Regions from separate parts of the Mus musculus genome. Here region 1 is linked to region 2. The links are chromatin contacts, called in public HiChIP or PLAC-seq maps. All regions are on one chromosome and are shown on one strand. Each heading gives the region's core, a stretch centred on a gene start, on an enhancer-like site or on the middle of the called end of the contact. The rest is flanking DNA. Distances are from core to core; before and after follow the strand shown. Region 1 holds the start of Cdcp2 (CUB domain containing protein 2). Region 2 overlaps Mroh7 (maestro heat-like repeat family member 7).

Region 1 (3,574 bases), core at 536-3,035, 390 kb before region 2:
ATCTCACCACTGAGCCTGACCACCTGAATTTAATTCCCCACCCCCCACCCCCACACACACGTGGTGGAAGGAGAGAAGCAGCTCCCACTGCGTGCCCTCTGACCCACTGCGTGCCCTCTGACCCCCGTGGATGCAGAATGCCCGTGTGCATGCGCCCTCTGCCCACGCCCCCTGCACACACAATAAATGTAATTGGAAACTTATTTTAAAGAGAAACAGGGCTGGTGAGATGGCTCAGTGGGTAAGAGCACCCGAATGCTCTCCCGAAGGTCAGGAGTTCAAATCCCAGCAACCACATGGTGGCTCACAACCATCTGTAACAAGATCTGACGCCCTCTTCTGGAGTGTCTGAAGACAGCTACAGTGTACTTACATATAATAAATAAATAAATCTTTAAAAAAAAAAAAAGAGAGAGAGAGAAACAGAATCCTTCTAAGAAACTTCAGGAAAAACTTTTTCCCAGGCAGAGGGACAGCAGGACAAGGCATTCTTAGAAAGAGAACCTCGTGGTTCCCAGCAAGGACACAGACACACTGGAGCCAGAGCACCAGAGGCACCAAATGGCACCGCGAGGAAGCTGGCACCGCGGGCTGCAGCAGGAGGCGCGGGCGGGCTCCCAGATCTCAGAGGGTCCTTCCCGAGGTGGGCGGACCTTCCGCACCTCTGAGCCACTCCCTTCATGAGCCACAATGGTGTGGCCTTGTACCTAAGCCCTCGCTCGAGCCCTGTTTTCCTTCATCTGGAGAAGTCACGTCTCAGGAGCCAGCACACATTCAACTCAGCCGGGTCTCCAAAGTGGCCCCTGCTTTCTGGCTGGGGCTTCCTGAGCCCCTGCTTCCTCTGCACCCTCCTCCCATCAGCCCCGTTGTGAGTGGCCAGATCACCTACCTTCCATGGCTTGGGTCCCAGGATCGGAGTCCAACAGTACCATTGCCAGCAGTAGGCAGGCCCCCAGCTCAGCTAGCATCTCCTCACCAGGGGCTCCCTGCACCAAAGGCTGAGTTCAGGGGTCAGGATCCAAGGGTCTGAGAGGGGAAAGAGAGGTGAGGCTGGAAGGGCCTCCAAGTAAATGGTGGTGTGAATAATTCATTGGGCCCTTGAATTAGTAAACGGATCCTAGCTTCCTCCACTCCTCAGTGAGGTGACGGATCTGGTGTCACCAGGTTGACACTTACTGAGAACTGCAATGGCCACCCTGTATCAGGAAGGGGAAGCAGGTTGGGCCTGGAAGAAGACAGTGGAGAAAGGGCCTCTAAATTCCAGGGCCAGATCTATCCCAGTTCAGCTTCCCACTGGCCAGGGGATCCTGATCAAGCCATTTCACTCCCTCTTGGCCTTCTGATCCAGCTGGCACAGCCATGCAGCCCTGCTTCTGGGGCTACTGGGAAAAAGAAATGAGATTGCACGTGCTAACGTATGCAGCTAGTGCTCAGCTGGCGCATACGCCTGTCTTTCCCCATTCTCCACTCCCGAGGGAGTCAAAAGGAGCCTACGGTTCTCGGGACAGACAGAACAAGCTTCCTTCCAATGTGAGAACTCAGCTCAGAGGGACGGAGAAGGAGCTGTGGACGGCTGATGACGGGAGTGCATCAGGAACAGCAGCATCGGCACTTGGGAGTCTTCTAATGTGATAGCCGTGGGCCGCAGCCTGCTGTGTGGCCAGAGCAGGAACCGTGCCTTCACTGGTTCGCGAGACTCATTTACAGGGCTCTGCATCCAGGCTCTGTGCTGGGAGCTGGGACTGCAGAAGAGTCCTGAGGGGAGCTGTGTCCAGCAGCAAATGGGATCTGGTTTTTCCTCCAGGAGTCTTTCCCTTTGAGTCAGCCCATCCCACGGGGGTGGGTGTGGGTGAGAGGGGGGTACAGATGTGTGGAGGTCAAAGACCAACTTTGAGTGCTGTTTGCCAGAAACCATCCACCTTGATTTTTGAAACAGAGTCTCTTATTGAATCTAGAATTGATCCATGAGCCCCAGGGATCTGGCTGCCTCTACCTCCCAACTGCTGAAATAAATGCTTGAAATTCTTTACTGGGGTGGATAGGTGCTAAGGATCAAACTCAAGTCCTCAATGTGAGTGTGGAAATGACTTCACCATCTCTTCCCAGCCCCCTACCCCCTTATTTCTAATCGTTGCATTTGTGCAGAGCCTGTTCTAGGCCTGGGGGCACTGATGAGAAATGGGACAGGTGCCCACTTTCCTAGGAAGGGCAGAGCCTGGCCTGTGGTTTCTGATTGCTTGAAGTCAGTCCTGGCTGCCCTACCGCCAGGTTGAGGGGTCTGTGAAAGTGAGACATTCTCTCTGAGGCCCAGCTTCCTCCACAGAAAGAGGTAGTTGCAGCCTGCTATTCTCCGGTAGGATTAAATGAGACCAGGAACGGATGTCTTACCAGCCTGGCTCACCACACCACAACAAGTACGCTTTTTATCTACCCAAGAGGAACCCAGCTGTCCATCTGCCAGAGCACATGTCGCCTCTGGCCCGTCCTTTTGTCAGGCAGTCCCAGGGGAGCCCTAGGCTGCTGGCAGAGGAGGCCACCTGGAAGGTGTTCAGCAAAGGGCATCAGGAATGGTCAGAGCAGAGAGACTGGCTTTTCCATGGAGCAGGATGGAAAAGCAAGGAACTTGCTGGGCAGGCTTAGAAGTAAAGCTGCTTATCAAGCATTGCCTGTGTGAATGAGGGGGGCTGGGAGATGGTGGTGCGTGACTTCAGTCCCTGCACTCACGGGACAGAGGCAGGCAGACCTCTGAGTTCTATGGAGTGAGTTCCAGGACAGCCAGAGGAGAAACTCTGTCAATAATAATAATAATAATAATCCAGGACAGCCAGAGGAGAAACTCTGTCAATAATAATAATAATAATAATAATAATAATAATAATAAATAATGATGGTTTATGAGTGAAAACCAGGCAGAGTGATAAATGGGCACTTACTGGGGTGCTGTTCACTTGCACATAGCCTCTCAGCCAGCACAACACACAGTAGGTTTCACAGGAGACAGGGGAGCAAGCTGAAGCTCCCTGCTTGTGTCAAGGTCCTGGGGTGAGCGCTACCACAAGAAGACCTTAGACTGAGCAGTGTGTTTGGGAAGCAATCCTAGGATTGCAGAGAGGGAAGGGAGACAGGATGAGAAAAAGACTCCAGGGCCCTTGCTTCAGTCCCTGCCTCCAGCTCTGCCTTGGGCTCTTGCCCTGACTTCCATCGATGGACGGTGAGCTGTGAGCTGAAATCAACCCTCCCCCCCCCCCCCCCCCCCCCGCCGTTGCTTTGGGTCTGGTGTTTATCACAGCAACAGAAACCTAAGACATTCATCTTTGCCTCTGCCTCATCTCAAACATCTTAGATGCTCAGCAGACATATCTGCTCTGAACCGTTCCGAGGCCCACAGCCAACGAGTGCCCTTTTCCCTCTGGGCCCATGTGTGCCTGGGCCAAAGGCGTGCTGTTAACCCTGCTCTCCTACTCACCTGTAATGAAATACCCCAGGCTGGTCAGCCCATAAACAGTACATGTGTATTCCTCAGTGTTCTGAAGGACAGGAGTCCAAAACCAACGTGTCTGGTAAAGCAGGAAAC
Region 2 (3,857 bases), core at 366-2,865:
CCTTCCCCATGCTGCATCCTCTGCCCCCCCCCTCACTCCACACCTGGCATCCTGTCTCTCTCAGTCACACCAAGCCTATCCTGAGCGTGCGGGAGAGGGTGGAGCTGGTGAACACCTGTGTGCGGAGCGTGTTCTCACTGCCCTCCGTGCAGGCCATGCAGGAGAAGGACGAGTCCAAGGCCGAAGTCATCCAGGTGAGCTGGACCCTCCTGGTTCGGCTTTAGGTTTGGGGACATCCTCAGAAGGGACAAGGTTCAGGGGTGAGTGGGGGCTTTCTATAGATGGTCTCCCTTACTCCTTGGCTGAGTGGCCCGGAGCACCTCACGTCACCTGCGACAGTCTGAACAGATACTTGATAGCTATTCAGCAGAAGGGTGAACTGTTGCAGTAATGGCTTCCTTAGGAGGGCCCTGTCCTGTATCAGGGATATAGATAGATGCTGTAAGGCCGTAGGAAGTGGGCAGGATAAGAGGGTAGTACTGAGGACTGTGCTCTATGGAAGAAGACTGGGGGAAACTGGGCAGAGACCTGGAGAACAGAGCCTCAAAGGGGGTTTGGTGAGCATCTTTAAGTCTCTGCAGAATCATTCCTGGAGGTACCACAGCAGGGGATACTAAGGTATAAGATGCAAGGAGAGCTAGGGTCAAGCGGGATGTTGAGTGAGAGGGGGGGTCCAGCTGTTCGGCTACCCTTTCTCTCAGCAGGTATTAGCCATGTTCCTCTCCAGGTCACTACGGTAGTCTCGCAGTAGTGTGACGGTGGAGGAGATGGATGCCATCAAAGAACCCAGTACCCAAAAATCTCCGCAGTAGTCAGTGCTGCAAGCATAAACCATGGGGTATCAAAAAGAGTATGGGATGAGGAACATGGCCTAGGGTGGATGGAGCACGTGGTTTCCTGGAAGAGGGTGGCAGAGAACCTGTACAGAACCCATGCCAACTGCCAGGATGATAAGTGATGTGACTGAAGACTGGAGGGTGGGGGGACAGGGACTCTGACAGGCGTGCTGTATAATAGGTAGGGGTGAGGCCACACAGACAGATAAGATAGCGTCTGGGTTCTGGATTCTCAAGCTGGTGGCCTGAGAGGGCCCAAAGTCATGGCCAGAATCCTTGCTGTGGAAGGAACTGGCAGCCCCTTGTAGTTACAAGTCGTGCCAGCAGAGGGCGGTGGTGTCTAACAAGCTCCCAGCAGCTCTGTCCTCCTGTCCACAGATCCTTTACTACCAGACCTTGGATTCCTTGCAGAAACTTCTGAATGCCCTCTTTATTGAAGACCCCACTCCTACTGGGCTGAAGAGCATCCTGGAGGTGCGGCGTGGGGGGTGGGGGGGTGGGGACGACACGGGGCAAGCAGGGAAAGGGAGAAGGAAGTAGGAAAATGGCTTCATACAAGTGGGAGGTGGGCTCTGAAGGAGTGGCGTCATCCTGAGCCAGTGCCCTGCTTCCATGTTGTATTTTACGCTGTTATTTAGTTTTGGTGACGCTGAGGGTTGGACCCAAACCCTTGTACCTGCGAGGCAAGCCCTCTACCTCTGAGCCACAGCAGAGTCCTGTTCCCTCTTTCCTTGTTTATCTGTATACACAGTCACACTGAATTGCCCAGCACTGCCTTGAACTTTTGATCCTATTATCTCAGCTTCCTGAGTCACTGTCTGCAATTCCCCTACAGCCACTGCTCTTGCCCCACCCCTTTCTCCATTGTTATCCATGTCTCTTCTCTCTTCATTGACCCCGTCCCTTCCTTTGCTCTGAGTCCCCTTCTCAGCTCAAACCCCACCTGTCATTGATCCTCAGGAAGAGAAGGAAGACGGTGGCAAATTGCCTTCTTTCTTCTTCTGGAAGCTTCTTGCAGATTACTGACTTACCCACAGACAGCAGGGGCTGGCAGACAATGGTAGCAGAATCTCTCCCTTGTCCCCACAGCCCCTAGGGCCCTGGATGAACTCTGGGAAGGCCCACGAGCGGGCTCGGGCTGTGAACAGCAACGTCTCTGTGTTGAACCACACACTTGTGACCCTGCCATTCTTAGTGAGTGTTCCTGGGTGTGACCCTGCCATTCTTAGTGGGTGTTCGGGGGTGGGGGCATTCCGGTGACTTCTCAGTTGATCTTCTGCAGCTGGGCAGGTCTTCTTGCCCTGCACTATGTAGCTATAGACTCCCTCCCTGTGATTGTGACACTCACAGATATCCTCGGGCTTCCCAACACTGGGTCTTCTGCTGGGGAGGCTCCTTCTTCGAATCGGGGATCCTGATGAGGAGATCGGACGGGAGGCTCTGGACGGCATCACCATCCTCTACACCATCCTGGATCTCCAGAAACGTATGCCCAAGTCAGGTCCCTAGCCACTGCACAGCTAGGGAGGGGAGCATGGTGGTACGGCTGGGCAGTTGGAGGCAGGCAGAATGGGTCAGATGGGGATTAGGAGCTGATGGGAAACTCCTATCTCCATGGAACCAGGAGCAGAGGTACAAACTAGCCATTGTTTTTCATGTTTGTTTGTTTTTAAGCTCTGGCCCCTGACTTTTAATCCTCCTGACTTAGCGTCTCAGGTACTGGGACTACAGGCATGTACTGCCCTGTTAGACAACAACTCTATCACGACAGGAGCTGTCCTTCAGTTGGCTAAGCTTTCCCATATTGTTCCAACCTTGATTTCTCCTTCTAATGTACCATGTGCACCTAGGTATGATGGCCCTGATGTCTTCTTCCTTTGTCTGTCTTTCCTACTAGACTGTAATGCCATGAGGGTAAGGCAGGATTCTCTGTTCTTTCTGAGTCTAGCCATGGGCTGGCATATGGTCTTATTCAGTGAATATGCATAGGACCTAATGAAGACCAGGTCCTACATTAGAGTCTGGAGCCTGTAAGTGAAAGCACAGCCTGAGGTTAGGTTTCAGGGAGCTCATGAGATGGTTTCCAGGCTGCCTTCAACCTCCTGCCGTTCTTTCTCCTTAGTCCCGATTCTATATCAACCAGGAAACCTTGGCTGGTTTCCTAGTTTCTCCTGACTCTGAAGGCAGAGTGGCCTGCATGTCACACCTGGTTTTGGCTCTCGACTTTCCCAGCTTGAGTGACCTCTTCTGTATATTTTTCTAGATTTTCTCATCTGTTACAGGATTATGGTTGAGTGCTTTTTGAAATATTAAATGGTATTCTTCAAACGAGTTCATGGGAAGAGATCAGCTCAGGGTCCCATGTCATAGGTGCTTGTCGAATAGAACTCTCTTCTCTTCGTGCCCCCCACTTTCTGGGATATGTCTGGGGTCCCTATTCTTTCTCATTGCTAGCATGTGGGGCAATGTTTCCTAAGAGATTTCTCCACTGGCCTGGAGGCATGCATGTCTTTTAAACAGGTGGGTGAAAAGTAGGCTACAGTGTGTCTTTTTTTGGGGGGTGGGGGTTATATTTGAGACAGGGTTTCTCTGTGTAGCCCTCAGTAGACCAGGCTGGCCTCAGAAATCCACCTGCCTCCACCTCCCAAATGCTGGGATTATGGGGTTAAAGGTGTGTGCCACCACTGCCCGGGTCTTTTTAATGTATATAAATACACTGTAGCGATCTTCAGACACACCAGAAGAGGTCCCGTTACATTTGGTTAGGAGCCACCATGTGGTTGCTGGGAATTGAACTCAGGACCTCTGGAAGAACAGTTACTGCTCTTAACCACTGAGCTATCTCTCTAGCTTCGGTAGGCTATAATGTTGATTAGCCCTAGGACAGGGAGAGTATAGTCCAAAGCGAGGCTGCCAATGGTGGCTGGAGATGTGAGACACCCAGATTAATTGAATCCACATTTGGCGGACACGGAGTCATTTTTAATATTTTTGAGTATGATCTGTCCTGCTGCTATTCAG

The links. HiChIP or PLAC-seq counts read pairs in DNA pulled down with a chosen protein or histone mark.
Region 1: an H3K27ac HiChIP or PLAC-seq map of embryonic stem cells shows a contact between it and region 2, with 2.6 times the contacts expected there. The contact joins the promoter of Cdcp2 here to the enhancer-like site in region 2. A contact is called at or near these places in 3 of 39 promoter capture datasets (embryonic stem cells, hematopoietic stem and progenitor cells and neutrophils), 1 of 484 Hi-C or Micro-C datasets (bone marrow-derived macrophages), 3 of 115 datasets of contacts at active chromatin or transcription factors (embryonic stem cells and stem cell-derived neural progenitor cells) and 3 of 9 other capture datasets (adipose tissue, embryonic stem cells and pancreatic islet).

What each region holds. Positions count from the first base shown.
Region 1 is chr4:107,095,102-107,098,675 of GRCm38.p6, reverse strand. It overlaps Cdcp2 (CUB domain containing protein 2), which reads right to left and starts at 1,785. Exons shown (of 4, transcript NM_172873.3): 1 at 890-1,785. The coding sequence starts at 968.
Region 2 is chr4:106,705,924-106,709,780 of GRCm38.p6, reverse strand. Mroh7 (maestro heat-like repeat family member 7) reads left to right here. Exons shown (of 24, transcript NM_001126487.1): 7 at 65-194; 8 at 1,215-1,310; 9 at 1,926-2,030; 10 at 2,187-2,322. Among named protein-coding and RNA genes, the nearest start is that of Mroh7, 20 kb to the left of the region's middle. Within about 2 kb of position 1,615, at least 49 of the 459 cell types and tissues checked have an H3K27ac peak or open chromatin away from gene starts, as enhancers often do. A contact at or near this core is called in embryonic stem cells, where this site is marked.